Regions from separate parts of the Ovis aries genome. Here region 1 is linked to region 2. Evidence: chromatin contacts called from public Hi-C data. All regions are on one chromosome and are shown on one strand. The core of a region is the stretch at or near the end of the contact, and the rest is flanking DNA. Distances in the headings are between cores, read along the strand shown. Region 1 has its middle 12 kb from the start of TRNAS-GGA. Region 2 holds the start of GDF10 (growth differentiation factor 10).

What was found. Hi-C and Micro-C count contacts between places; a contact is called where the count stands out from the background.
Region 1: a contact with region 2 is called in a Hi-C map of hypothalamus, with 2.1 times the contacts expected there. The contact joins the enhancer-like site here to the promoter of GDF10 in region 2. A contact is called at or near these places in 7 of 16 Hi-C or Micro-C datasets (hypothalamus, mesenteric adipose tissue, muscle and 3 more).

What each region holds. Positions count from the first base shown.
Region 1 is chr25:41,469,940-41,477,039 of ARS-UI_Ramb_v3.0, forward strand. No RefSeq gene overlaps it. Among named protein-coding and RNA genes, the nearest start is that of TRNAS-GGA, 12 kb to the left of the region's middle. Within about 2 kb of position 4,707, at least 12 of the 54 cell types and tissues checked have an H3K27ac peak or open chromatin away from gene starts, as enhancers often do. A contact at or near this core is called in hypothalamus, where this site is marked.
Region 2 is chr25:41,282,271-41,289,550 of ARS-UI_Ramb_v3.0, forward strand. GDF10 (growth differentiation factor 10) reads right to left here and starts at 4,078. Exons shown (of 3, transcript XM_004021551.6): 1 at 3,376-4,078. The coding sequence starts at 3,694.

The DNA.
Region 1 (7,100 bases), core at 3,457-5,956, 190 kb after region 2:
TTCAGCGAACACTCAGAAAGGACTCAGTTCAGTTCAGTTCAGTTCAGTCACTCAGTCGTGTCCAATTCTTTGCAACCCCATGAATCGCAGCACGCCAGGCCTCCCTGTCTATCACCAACTCCCGGAGTTCACTCAGACTCACGTCCATTGAGTCCGTGATGCCATCTGGCCATCTCATCCTCTGTCGTCCCCTTCTCCTCCTGCCCCCAATCCCTCCCAGCATCAGAGTCTTTTCCAATGAGTCAACTTTTCGCATGAGGTGGCCAAAGTACTGGAGCTTCAGCTTTAGCATCATTCCTTCCAAAGAAATCCCAGGGCTGATCTCCTTCAGAATGGACTGGTTGGATCTCCTTGCAGTCAAAGGGACTCTCAAGAGTCTTCTCCAACACCACAATTCAAAAGCATCAATTCTTCGGTGCTCAGCTTTCTTCACAGTCCAACTCTCACATCCATACATGACCACAGGAAAAACCATAGCCTTGACTAGACGGACCTTAGTCGGCAATGTAATGTCTCTGCTTTTGAATAGGCTATCTAGGTTGGTCATAACTTTTCTTCCAAGGAGTAAGCATCTTTTAATTTCATGGCTGCAGTCACCATCTGCAGTGATTCAGCAAATGTCAGTTGAGCGAATGGGTTGCATACACGCTGACCAACTGAAGTTTTTCAGCCTATCTATCACGAGGACTCTACTGATCAGGTCTTATATGCATAAGTGATCTCGGGTGGAATTTCTGAATAGGTTAAAAGAGACTAACTGCATCCTGCCGTCTCCACACTCTGGAGGACCCATCTGAGTTTCTACGATTGGAGCCTCGCTGTGTGCCTGGAGAAGTCAATATCTTTCCCAGGCACAGGGATGGGAACTGGAGCGTCTAGGCCTGGGGTCTGTGACTGCATTCCCGTTACACCATTTGGAATTCTTTATAGACTGGAGCGCTTACAACAGCATCGTCAAAACACGTTTTTGTAATTTTCCAATAGCCCTGATTCCTGCTACCATGTCCTATTCCCATTTCCAGTCCACTGCCAAGCTTGGAGGACAAAAGCCAGCAAGCCTCAGAGCTCTCAAATGCTCACAGCAGTCCCTTCTCATGGAGGGAGTCTGGAGAATGGAAAACAGGATGTGAAAGACCCAGAAAATGCCAGACACGGTTCTTTAGTGAGCCAGCCTGTAACCAGACAAGCAGGAACTGTGCAGACACCATGCCTGCCAGATCAGTTTAAACAAGACCTCAGTGTCCAGAACAGCCATGCCAGCCACCAAGGCCCCCTGCTTCACTCATCCATCACATGCCCTGAGCCCCAGGCTGGTCCACTTTGACTGTGAAGCAGTCAACCTGACTGGAGGAACACCTGTTATCTCATTCCTCAGTTTACCTTGACTCCAGGCGCTGCCAACCGCTGGGACTTCACAGAGGTTGTGCGGCCGCAGCTGCTGTATCCATGGCAGCATGTCCCCTGGGCGCCACACAGCAGTCACTGTGGGAGCCCTTTCCCTGGCCTGAGACTTGGTGCTGAAGCCCGGGCAAAGGGCGCTTCCCAGGTGGAGCAGTGGTAAGAAGTCTGCCTGCCAGTGCAGAAGAAGCAAGATACGCAGGTTCAGTTCTTGTGTCGGGAGGATCCCCTGGAGGAGGAAAGGGCAATCCCCCCCCCACCCGCCCAGTATTCTTGCTTGGAGAATCCCCGTGGACAGAGGAGCCTGGGGGGCTACAAAGAGAGGTCACAAAGAGTCAGACATGACTGAGTGACTGAGAACCTGAGACAGCACTTGGGCAAGGGAAGCCCTCCCCAGGGGATTGTCTCAGTCCACTCTCCCTCCTCCGGGTAACTCCAGATGACTCCACCACAGAAGGATGCGTCGCCCCTGGGCTCCCTGCTTTTTCTTCCCTAATGCTTGGGAGTTCACTTTGCCTCAGGATGGCACCTGGATCACACACCAGTGCGTCTGGAACATCGTCATGGAGGGGATGAATGTAGGAGGTGAAGAAGGCTGCAGGCTTGCACCATTCCAACACCAGCTCTCCACATTGATGGGGTGCCTACAATTCAATTCATATCTGATGCCAACAGCCTGATGTCAGAGCAGACCCCACACGATAAGGACTTAGTCCCCCAGGACTTCCTCCGCTGTCGATGCCAGCCCCAAGTTGGCAGGCGTCCTTGGGCTACCCGCGCTTCTGCTCAGCAGGCCACACACTGGGGATTCTCATCAACCACTCCCCAGGCTTGATACTCTGCTAGAACAACACAGAGAACTTGGGGAAATCCTATGCTGACTAACACAGTTTACAGAGGCCACAAATGAACAACCTACAGAAGAGCATAGGACAAGATCGGGGTGGGGGTGCAGGGGCGCCGGGGGTCCCTCCCGACACCGCCGCATGCTCACCCGCCCACAGACCCTTCAGGCTGCCTTGGTTCAGGGTCTTCTCTCGGGGTTTCATCACGTGGAGAGATTGAGCAAATCACTGCCCAGCCCCCCATGCCCACCCTCCAGGGGTCAGAACCGGTAGGACTGAAAGTTCTCAACCTCTAATCTCTTGCTTGGTCTTTCTGATGGCCATCCACCCCCTCACCATCCTGAAACTGTCTTGAGGGCCCACCAGGGTGCCATGTGTCTCTGAGACATAATGTCAGGTACGGTCAAGATGCTCTTTACAAAAAACCAAAGACACTCCTATGCTCAGAAAATTCCAAAGGTTTTAGAGCTGTGTGCCAGGAATTGGGGGCAAAGTCCAAATGTATGTCCAAATTTATCTTACCTCAAGGCCCCAAAGACAAATGTAGCGGGGTTCCTTCCCTTGCAAGGTGACCTCCCAGGTCCTACCCACAGCCTGCACATTCCCACTCCTTGACCCCCTGACAAGGCCCATCCAAAGCAGAGGCAGGAGCCCCACTGTGGCTCACGGCTCAGACGCAGACTGCCCAGACTGCTGGGATGCTGGGGCAGGGCGCAGGCTGCAGAGGCAGGCAGGGGCCAGAGGGCCTGGGCCTTCAGGGCCTGGAGAGACACGCTAAGGCACCCCCACTTTAGATTCTAAGTGGCAAGCAGCCCCGGGAACAGAGGCGCTGCAAGTGCAGAAAGGCCTCTTTCCTGCTGCGTGGGGACCATTCCTTGTGGGAACACGGAGCATGGCTTCAGAGCAGGTTCCCACTGAAGCTCTCGTGAGTGGAACTGGGCAGCTGAAGCCTGAGAGACGTGATCCTGGAGGGGTCACCGACTAGGGAAACGCCCCCCTGTTCAGGCAGAGCGGTGGGGAACAGAGGGAAGGGATTGCAGTGTTTCAGTCAGAAAGCCAGGCATAGCTGGACAAACACTGTCGGGGGTGCGCAGGCAGAGGGCACGCCAGGTATCCAGCATGGGGCTCTGTGACAGGCCCTGGAGACACAGGAGTGGGAAAGGAAGGGTGGCAGCGGCAGCTTCCTTGCAGCCAGGCCGAGGATGAGGAAAAGCGATGCTGAGCCTGGGTGGACAGGGCCAGGGGAACAGAGACCCTCACACGGAGGCCTGAGCCGGGCTCTCACCCTCCCCCAGGGCAGCACGTGATGTTCTGTTGGCTGAGTGAGCCTGGGTGGCCCCCTCCCCGCCCTACCTATGCTGTCCCTTCCTGGGGTAAGGTGGCTTCGTCATCAGGTCTCTCGCAGGAGTTAGCCAGGCAGCGTGCCCTGCACACCTGGCTCAGAGGTGGGTGCAGATCAGGTGTCCCCTCCCCCTCCCCCAGCAGCACTTGCTCAGGCCGGGGCTGGGTCCTGGTCACCCCCCACATCCAGCCACCTTTGCTCATCTCAGGTAACTCAGGGGAAGCCTGGATTCCCTGACTAGGGGACTCCAGAGTCTTCAGAAACGCAGAGGGATCAGCCTGCCTCTCCCCCTGCCCCAGCCCCCACCCCCAAACTCCCCAAAAGCTCCTTCCCAGCTCCATCGCCTCTGAGCCCAGTCTGCCCGTGTGTGTGCCACTGGAAAGGGTCCTGCCTGGCTAGACTCAGGACTTCAGAACTGTATCAGGGGCTCGAGGGCAGCCCACATGGCAGGAACTAGCAGCTGTGGGAACAAGCTGGGCAACCCCAGGCCATGCCCATGGCTTCTTCCCCTTCAAGAAAGAGGCCATCAGTGTCCACTCGTTCTGCTCTGGGCTCCCAAGCCCTACAGTCACCCCCACCCCAGCAGACAGAGGACGAGCAAAGCCCTGATTACACAAGCCCCTCCGCCATCTGGCCTCAGTCTTCTCTTGGTCCGCGACCCCTGATGCACCCACAGCTTCCCTGCCCTGCCCCCAGCACAGCCCCCTCCACTGAGCCCGGGGCAGGACCAAGGTGGGCCCATAGCAAGGAATGAAGGCACTCCAGGTTTCCTTCTCCTCCCGGCTGTGTGGCCCTGGGCGGTTGCTGAACCTCTAAACCTCAGTGTCCTCACTGGACAGGTTATTTGTGAAGATCCAAGTCAGTATTGCATGAAAAGTGCTTTCACGGTGCAAATGAAGGCTTCCTTCCTCCCAGAAATTAACAAGTGCAGCGCTGGGAAATGGAATATTAAGCCCATCCTCAAATAGAATTCGGGTGGGTCTGGTGGCAGCAATTTCCAGATGAGGCTCATGTGTTGGCCACAGACTTCTGCCTGGGAGCGCAGCTGGGAGCGCGGCTGGGAGCGCAGATCTGACGCGCAGCAGTCAGGGCTCACCCGGCGCCGGCGCTGACCTGCGGCTGCGCAGGCAAGCAGCGCCACCTACTGGATGTAGCTGCCGCCGCGAATCGGTACGCAGTGTTACGGGGTGGGCGTCCTGTTGCGGCCTCCTATCCCACCTCTCTCACGCGTGACAGGCACACACACACCACAGCGAACACTTACCACAGCCCTTACCCACACCTGCACCCACACACAGATGTTTCCCAGCCTCCCCGCTGCTGGGTCTCGCCTTGGGCCTGGCCATCAGCAGCTGTAAAACAATGCTTCCTTTTTCTGTCCCAAAACGGATTCTGGGACTTGTGGGGACAGCCAAACTGTCTGAAAGGGAAATGGGGTGAGGTCACACTCGCTGCGGGCCTGGCGCTGCCAGGCTTCAGGCCATGACGTAGGTGTCACCATCACACAGAAAGGACGACCTGCCCAAGCCCGCCCGTCCAGGGAGGGGCTCCAAACCCGGGCCCTGAGCGGATGCCCGCTCCTCTGAGCTCCACAAACTACTGCATTTTGTAGAATGTTGCTGCGGAGCCTGTAACTTCCTTCTGGAACTAATGTTTTTATTTGTGCTTGGCCCAGCATTCTATTTTTGGTCCCAAGATGATTTTCTAAGTGACAACAGAACCCCAGTTCTCAATGCCCACTGCTAACCCTACCTTGTGCTCAGCCTCCTCCTGACAGTGGGGTGTGAGTGTGAGTGTGTACATGTATGTGGTTTGGGAAGAGTGTGTGTGTGTGGTTTGTGTACCTCTGACTGTGTGTACATATGTGTACATGCAGTATTGTGATAAGTGTGTGGTATGAGTGTGTGGAGGGTGGGGTGGGGTTTGTGGCACAAAGGCTGCAGTCAGAGACGGGTGGGGTCAAATTGGCCGTGGGTATCCCATCTCCTTTGTGTAATTCCTCTCCTTGAACAGAAGGTGCCCCTAGTGACTTGCTTCCAATGAAGAGAATATGGGAAAATGATGTGATGTCACTTCCAAAATTGTTACAAAAAAGACTCTGGGTTCCATCCTGAGTGCCCACTCTTGCTTTCTCGCTTACTTGTTCTGAAGGAAGCCAGCTGCCAGGCCCTGAGCTACCTTATGGAGAGGCCTATGTGACAAGGAACCTCTCAAGAAGGGCTTCAGCCAACAAACAGCATGTAAGTGAAGGGTGCCAGCATCACTGGGCAAGCTTGGAGGCAGGCCCGCCCCAGTCGAGCCTCGAGATGATACCACAGCCCCCAGCAACACGTGAATGAAGCCTGTGAGAGACCTCAGCCAGGGGCCAGCCAAGCCACACTTGGATTCCTGCCCCACACAACTGTGAGGTGATAAATGTTGTTTAAGTCACCAAATTTGGAGTAATTTGCTGTGCAGCCTTAGATAACTAACACCTGGACCTTTCTTTGCCTTTCTGAGTGCCAGTTTCCCTGCTATAAAATAGGCATTGGATCAGAGGACACGTTTAGCACAGTGCCTGGCACGAAGCAGAGACTCAACAAAAGTTTCCTTTTTCCTTTCCACACCGGAGCCTGGCTTGGTGTATCGCTCCCCCAAACAGCTTGAAGTGATGGAAAACCCTAAGTCAGACCCTGTTTGCAGGCTGGAGGCTGATGGAGAGCCCACCCCTTCCCAGCTGGCGGCCGGAGAGCAGATTGCCATCTCTGGACAATCAGGACCTGGCAGCCCAGCCACCCGGAGAGCAGATCTGATGGCGTCAGCATGGGCCTCCCTCCGCTGAGTGGGGCTGTGGGTCGCCTCCAGCCACAGACGCCCTTGACCTCTGCCCTTACTGGAGGGAGCAGGACCCTCTCCAGGATGAGGAGAGGGCCGGGGCTCCAGCACTCTGACGGCTGCTGGGAGTCCTCTGGACCAGGTGCTAACCCAATAGCGGGCTGACTGCCTTTCTCCCAGGGAGCCCAGGGATGCACTCAGTCACCACCCACAGCTGTGGGAGGTGCGCCTGTCCAGCTGCTGCTGCCCCAGCTGCACTCAGGCACCTCCAAGCCCCTCCGTCTGTCCTCCTGGCTAGAGTGGGAGTGGGGGAGGAAGCCTCCCAGCTTCCACCTCTGCTGCTCTAAAGCAGCCCACTGGCACGCTGACTGCTGCCTCTCTGTGGGCATCCCGGGATCTGGCTCTCCAAAACAGGCCCTGGGAGCCGTGTTCAAGGTGGGCTATTGGGCCTCCCCTTGTGTGAGCCTAGCCCAGCCCCTTTTCTCCTGGGGCCCCTTAGGTCAGATGCACTAGTGCCACAGCTCTGCAAAGTGCGAGTCCCAGGCTCCCAGACTGGGCTTGTGGCAGCTTCATCCTTCCTCCTAACAAGAGGAGAAAGTATCTGTCCTATTTTCTAGATGAGGTTCAGAGTCTTTGGCTAGGCCACACAGCATGGGTGGCCCTTCTTAAACACTCTTTGTTCCCCCAATTCTATGATACTC
Region 2 (7,280 bases), core at 2,828-5,327:
TCGTGTCCGACTCTGTGCGACCCCATGGACTGCAGCCCACCAGGCTCCCCCGTCCCTGGGATTCTCCAGGCAAGAGCACTGGAGTGGGTTGCCATTTCCTTCTCCAATGCATGAAAGTGAAAAGTGAAAGTGAAGCCACTCAGTCGTGTCCAACTCTCAGCGACCCCATGGACTGCAGCCCACCAGGCTCCTCCGTCCATGGGATTTTCCAGGCAAGGAGTACTGGAGTGGGGTGCCATCGCCTTCTCTGAGCTTTTCTGGAAAGGGCCGATAGTCTTTGCTTCTTTGTGTCCTTTGGGCTTACAGCATCTGCCACTGAATGAGGTGCTCAGGAAGGACTTCGGCAACTGAATGTGACTTTTCACATTATTGATAGACGGGTATGTATCATTACTCGCATTTTGGAGATGACACCAACCTCAGAGAGGTTAAGTAACTTGCCCAATATCCTATGGGGTAGGTGGAAAGGCCTAGACTTAAGTGCAGATTGTTTGGGGCTGGAGGTGTTTAACTTTTAACCTTTACGGTCAAGTTCAGAAGCTCCCTCCGTTGACATGGACTTGTAGGGAACAAGACATGCTTCAGGGAGCGGCGGAAGGGAGGGAAGGAGCGAGGCGGCTGGAGTAATAATGGCAGAGCTAACACATTACTGGACTTACACGTGCCAGGCGGTGTTAAGCACTGGACTTACTGCAATCCATTTGAAAAGCCCTATGAGGAAGAGAACATGATTAGCTTCATTTTAGAACTGACAAAACTGAGTCATGGACAAGCTCAGTCCCTGGCCCAGGTCACAGATTCAGGATTTGGTCCAGCTCCCAGCCTGCACTTGGAATCTGAGCTGTGCTGCCTGTTGGCAGGCAGAGGACATGATTCCACTGCAACACGGGCTGCAGGGACCACCCCAATGAGACAGCAGAGGCCGCCGTCCTGGAGCAGGCTGGCACTGCCATGATCCAGAGCTGAAACCCTTACATCTGTGCCTCATTCATAAAATGAGGAGTCCTGCCCAGGCTCACACCTCCTCACAGCAGGGTCACGGGCCATGAAGCAGGCACCTCTGAGGGCTGCCCAGGAGCTGGGTACAAACCAACTTAAGGAAATCAAGGGAGGGGATGAGAAACCAAGCTTCCTGAGTCAGACACAAAATTTAGCTCAACCCACTGAATCGTCACCTTGCCTCTATGTGCAAAGAAATCAGTGCTCAGAGAGGCATCGTCATGCGTGCTGCAGCACACAGCCAGTAGCTGGCGGAGCTGGGGCTTCTACCCATGACTGCCAGGTGGTTCCAAACAAGAGTGCTGGATTTATCAGAAAATCCAACACTGGTCCAGAATAATTCTGATCTGCCTAACAGAGTAATTGTCTGTTCCACCCTCTGTCTCCTAAATCCTAGGCTCAGTTTTGATGGGAGTTTGCAGAGGGACTAGCAGTGAAAACAGCCTGATCCTGACAAACAGACAGTGCCAACCACTGCCGCTGTGAACAGTCCTGCCTGCCCTGGCCTGAGTCTCTTTATCTGTAAAGTCAGAGGGCTGGATCTGAAGTACTGCCACCATGTTCTTCTCAGGGCTAACTGTTGCCTCACTGTTCCTCGACCCCCAGTCTATGAAACCAGGGAAACACATTGTGCACCTTCATGCCTGGGCCTGTAGGAGCCAGGTGGGCTCAGCGGTCATATTCGCCCCTTATTGCAGCAGTAACCTTGCCAGCCTTGCGTTCCCCAGCTGCAAGGCTTTGGGGACTGAATTAATGGACGCAAGGTCAAGTCTACACCTCTGTGAACACAAATGTTTTGTATATGGGGAAATACAATGTACCAACACCTAACCCAGACAGTGCTGGGCTCCGGGCTTACACATATCATTTCGTGTCATCTTTCCTGCAACTCCACAGGGAAGACACTGTCATGACCAGCCAATTCTGTAGATGAGTACACGCAAGTCCACAGAGCTTCATTTCAGCCGTTTGCCCAAGGTCACAGTCATGCTAAATGCATCTTGAGTGGCTTAATAATAATACTCCAGAAGTGTGCCCCAAGATGTAACTAAAGGCACCAGGGAGGATGAAGTTAGAGCTGGCTGGCTTGGAACCCAGGAACACTGACCTAGTGAGTCTGTCCAGTAGGGGATGGGAGTGGGGTGGGGGAGAGGCCTCTGTGGCAGGAGTTCCCAGTATACATTTCTGGGAGACCAACTTCTGGGATTTGGCTCTATGTCATGGCTGTGTTACCCCAAATCACACACCCAGTGATCAACAGAGAGATGGCAGATCTGACCCCGGGCTGTCTGGCTACCCAGTGCTGGGCTTGTTCCCCTCCACCTCAAAAGGGGCCTTACAGAGCAATGATCTTTCCCCTGATGGATGGCCTCCTCCTTCACAAGGGCTGCAGGGAACCCCTACCTACGTTTTCTGCAATGGCATTCTGAGACCATGAGTAATCTCCATGACAATGAGGGTCTTCCCTCAGCTCCTGCCACCAGGCACACCTCTCCCCTCTGCTCACTCAGGGCCTGCAGAGGTAGCCCAGGCTGAGCGGGCAGTCAGTGGAAGCTGGATTCTGAAGGGCTCTCGGAAGCAAGGAGGGCAGGGGTCTGCAAATGATCTCTGTCCAGTTTCATCCAGGGTGTGGGGAGAGGGGAAAGGGTCTACCCAGGAGGGGCAAGGGCAGGAGAGAAAAGGGGAACCCCCACTGCCCGAGCTTCTAGACCTTTCCTCAAATCACCATGGTTGAACACTTCATGCTAGTGCTCAGCAGACTTCAGTCCCATGTACCCAAGGCTGGGCACTCAACCCCATTCTCTGTCCACCCTGCCTCCCAACCCCATGCCCACTAAATGCCCCAACTATACGTGCCTGGGCCCAGTGCCAGCACTTCCTTCAGGGCTGCATTATACCCACCTGGCGGGCTCTCCCCGGCACCTGCCTCACCTGTCAAGAGTCCGCATAACTAAACCCTCTACATGGATCCCCCCCAGCCCCCACCCTCACCCTCTACCCACAGAGGGATCACTGGGAACTACCCACAGAGCTCTGCCAGCCCAGTGCCACCTTCATCCTGTGCTTACAGCCTTGTGGGTGGGGTGGTCTATGTCCAGCAAGTTTTCCACCTTCGCAGGCCTAGTGGCACCCCAGGGGCAGGAAATTTGTCACTCTGTGTCACTCTGGCGTTCCCACTGGAGGCTCAGGGCCTGGCATAGAGTGCTGGGGGCCCGGAGGGGCGAGGAGGGGGAAGGCGGAATAGTTAGTGAAAGAATGAATGAACGCGTCAGTGAATGGCAGAGGAAAAGCAAAGGTGCAGGGATGTGAGAGGATGGACAAGCGAGGAGGGCCGGAGGCCAAGGAGAAGGGGAGTGGGGGGCCCCCTCTACTTACCCAGCCGGGCACGGAAACTGCGGACCGTGTTGCCCCCTCCCGGCCTCGCGCCCCTTCGGCTGTATTTCTCATAAAGCCGGAGCATGTGGACAGCAACCATGTCCTGGGCGCCTGGGCTCTGTGCAGCGGCCACGTCTCCTGGAGACCGCTGGGGGTTCTTGTCCCCTGCAAGGCCGTCGGCGGCCGCGGGCGGGGCAGGCCGAGCGGCGGCCGTGTGGCTGCCGTCCGCGTCCCGGAGCAGCAGCAGCAGCAGGAGCGACAGCAGCGGCAGCTGTTGGGACCTGGGTCCCAGGCTGGTCCGAGCGGGGCCACGAGCCATGATGGGTGGCGGAGGCGAAGGGGCCAGAGCCGCCGGGGAGGAGGAGAACGGAGATCGAGGACGCACAGGAGGCTGAGAACAGACCCTGCAGCAGGAGGGCACGCTGACTGCGCACGCAGGCGGGGGCTCGGGATGCCGAGATCCGCGCGGGGCGCGGGGCAGAGCGGGGCGCACAGCCGGGCGCACGGTAAGGCCAGCGGTCACGGCAATCCGGAGCCACGCAGAGCCGACTGCGGACTGAAGGCAAAACTTTGCAGCCCCAGGCGCGCTCGGCTCGGCGGGTTCGAGGGGCGGGGCGGGGCGGGGCGGCCGGCGGAGCCCTGGAGGGAGACCCGGCTGAGCGCCCCGGACCACTCCGGGCCGCCGCCGACACGGCAATCCCTGGCCCGACAGCGGCGTGCGTACGCCCGAGTGTGGCGGCGCGCGCGCGCAGGGGTGTGCGCCCGAGTGTGCGCCCAAAATGTAGGGGGCGTGGGCGTCGGCAGGCGCGCTCGTCGCTCCCCTGCGGAGAGCCGGAGACCCGGGGACCCAGCCCGGCTCCTGTGTGTCGGCGCCGTGGCCTGGCCTGGACCGCGCGAGGGCTGGGAGGCATTTAGAGGGGGCCCTCCTGCCGGGTTGCCCCTGCAATGGCGTGTGGTGATTGGGTTGCAAGATGACAGCTCCCCCGTGAGGAACCGAGGCGGGCTTGGGGAGGGGGCAGGGGGATGTGTGTGCGCCCAGCCCAGTTGTCTCTGAGCCAGTGTGCGTCCAAAATGCAAAAGTGAGGGGAACACAAACCCTCCCCGGGCATCCTTTGAAAAGAAAAGCCTTGACACTAAAGCTCAGCCAACCTAAGGTAACTGAAACGAGATCCTGATTAAAATTCATAATTAGTCCATTAACTGACCCTTTTTTTTGCAACAATAATTCCTGTTGAAGAAACACATCAAAGGTGCTTATTAATCTTTGGACATCAGGCTTGTCCTGAAAAAAGGACATGGTTTTAAATTGTTTTACAAAACGTTTCCGGAGCTTCAGGACAGGAGAAGAAAAAACTTGACTTTCCCAAGAAAGTTTCACAGTGAGGGTACGGTGAATCCTGGCCCATACCTCTCAGTTTAGCCCTAGGCCAGTATGTCCTGAACTTCATCTTGCCTTTAGCTGGATTTCTTGTCCACAGATAAAATGTTAGGGCATCTATGAACTTGGATGGAAAAAGCTTACATCTGTATTTTCACTAACCTATACCTGAAACTTGAGTGTGTGGGTTAGTCCCTCAGTCATGTCTGACTCTTTGCAACCCCGTGGACAGTAGCCCACCAGGCTTCTCTGTTGGTGGGATTCTCCAGGCAGGAATACTGGAGTGGGTTGCCATTCCCTTCTCCATGGGACCTTCCTGACCCAGGGATCAAACCTGGATCTCCTGCATTTCAGGCAGATTCATCACCAACTGAGCCACCAGAGAAGCTTGAAACTTACATTCTGTAATATAAAAAACCCAGGCAAACACAATCACAAAGGTATTAACCCTGCCTGTGACTTTGTCACCAATGGCCACCAACCACAGATATTTCCATATCATATTTTCTTATCATGTTTTCAGAGTTCTCAAAATGATCACTCTTGCTCATCACTATTCTGAAATTAATGCTATTTACTTAATGAATTCATTAAAAGACATGTATACTATGTTGCGAAGTTGTTTAAAAACCATTTTGAGAGCTCTATTTGAATGTGATTACCTTCCTCTGTAACCCTGCATAGTAAGAACAGTCTTTTGAGAAAGGGTCTATGGGCTTCTTTGGACTGAGCTAGGAGTCACAGAAGGTTTAGGAACACTTCTGAGGGAAGGAAAGGACCTCTTCAAACTCATATTCTTCCAGCAAGGTCCAGGATGCTAACCATACTACACTGCAAACATGCTGTTCCCATTCCTTGGTAACTCTGGGTTGCGTGAGCCAAAATAGTTACTTTTCTTGGAGGGCTCACAATTCAATAAGTGAAAAATTGCTGGAGAAAGCTTCCATTTGGTGCCTAAAGCACAACCCATTTGTAATTTTTCAAAATCTTGTAGTGTCAAATTAGAGGCCATCCCATTGAAAACCTCGGAACCTTAGGCCTATAGATTTTGGAAGAATGATAGAGAAGCATTTTATTTTTTTGATAATTCACACACTTCATGTTCAACTTCCCATTAGTATAGCTCCCATTCGTCCAGTGAAACAGTTTTCGAAAGCGATTTGCTTGAAGGCGAGGTGACCAGTCACAGTCTTGGACTTGAAGAATCTCTCCTCATAAATGATCCCCACCAACTTTCACTACTCCATTCTCCCACCCCCATCCTCACTTCCCTCTTTCTTCGTGTGCCCCTTACTTCCCCTCCACCCCCCTCTTCTCTTCTCCCCCAGAATGCCTCTGACCTGTACCGGCTGGGGGTAACCTCTGCTCATGGGTAGTTTTGTCTCTGCTGGGGCCATACACAATCGAGGCCTGTGAAAAGGAGGGTGAGTCCGCAGGAGGCCGGGACAAGCTGGGCTATTCGGGGTCTGTGTCCATTAAAGCCTCCTTGCTCTCCTTAACTCATTCCCGCTCCATTCAAGACAGCCTGAGGGTCAGGCTTTAGACGGCACTAAAACCTGTAGGGTACAGATTCTCTGACATTGTTGGGAAAGAATTAAGGCATCAGCCGGGGACGGCTAATATTTCTTGCCTCATTTTATTGCCGAACAGCGGGACTGTAAAGTCTTGAACACTGGAGCACTATGGCCCCCTTTCATGTAGCCGAGATGATGGGATAAAAATGTGTTTGGTGAAGCAATTCAGATTACCACCGGGTCACATCCTCGCTGGCTCCCAGCATCGCCTGCAAACAGCATCGCTGAGACAAGAAACAATCACTGTGCAACTTCAGCTCAGGCACAACAGTGTTCTGAGCGTGGAAATGAGGCTAATTGTGGAGCTTGCCAATGAGAATGTTTGGTTTTTAATAGCTCAGGCTGCAGGTCAAAATAAGAGTTGAGATGGCAGACGGTAGATACAAGTCTCCAGAGCTGTGATTTCTTGCAGCTTGTTACCAAAATGGTCCCAGTCCTGGGAGCATCCGACGCTATTTTTATCAAAGGCTCTGAAGTCTTGAACTTACTGTTGGGGATAGAAAATGTTCTCTCTTGGGTGGTGAGAGATTGTTTGGGGCCCCTGTGTCTCCCAGGCCTATCTGCCCCATACTCTGGTATAGCAGAGTACTCTTGCCTGGAAAATCCCATGAATGGAGGAGCCTGGTAGGCTGCAGTCCATGGGGTCGCTGAGAGTTGGACATGACTCAGTGACTTCTCTTTCACTTTTCACTTTCATGTATGGAGAAGGAAACGGCAACCCACTCCAATGTTCTTGCCTGGAGAATCCCAGGGACGGCGGAGCCTGGTGGGCTGCTGTCTATGGGGTCACACAGAGTTGGACACGACTGAAGCGACTTAGCAGCAGCAGCAGCAGCAGCAGCAGAGTTTTCTTAGGCTCAGAAAACCCTGAGGCTCCATAGTTATAAAGCCCTACACTTGAACAAAGGAGAAACCAAACTCGGGACAGTTGGGAAAGTAGGCTCATTTGCTTT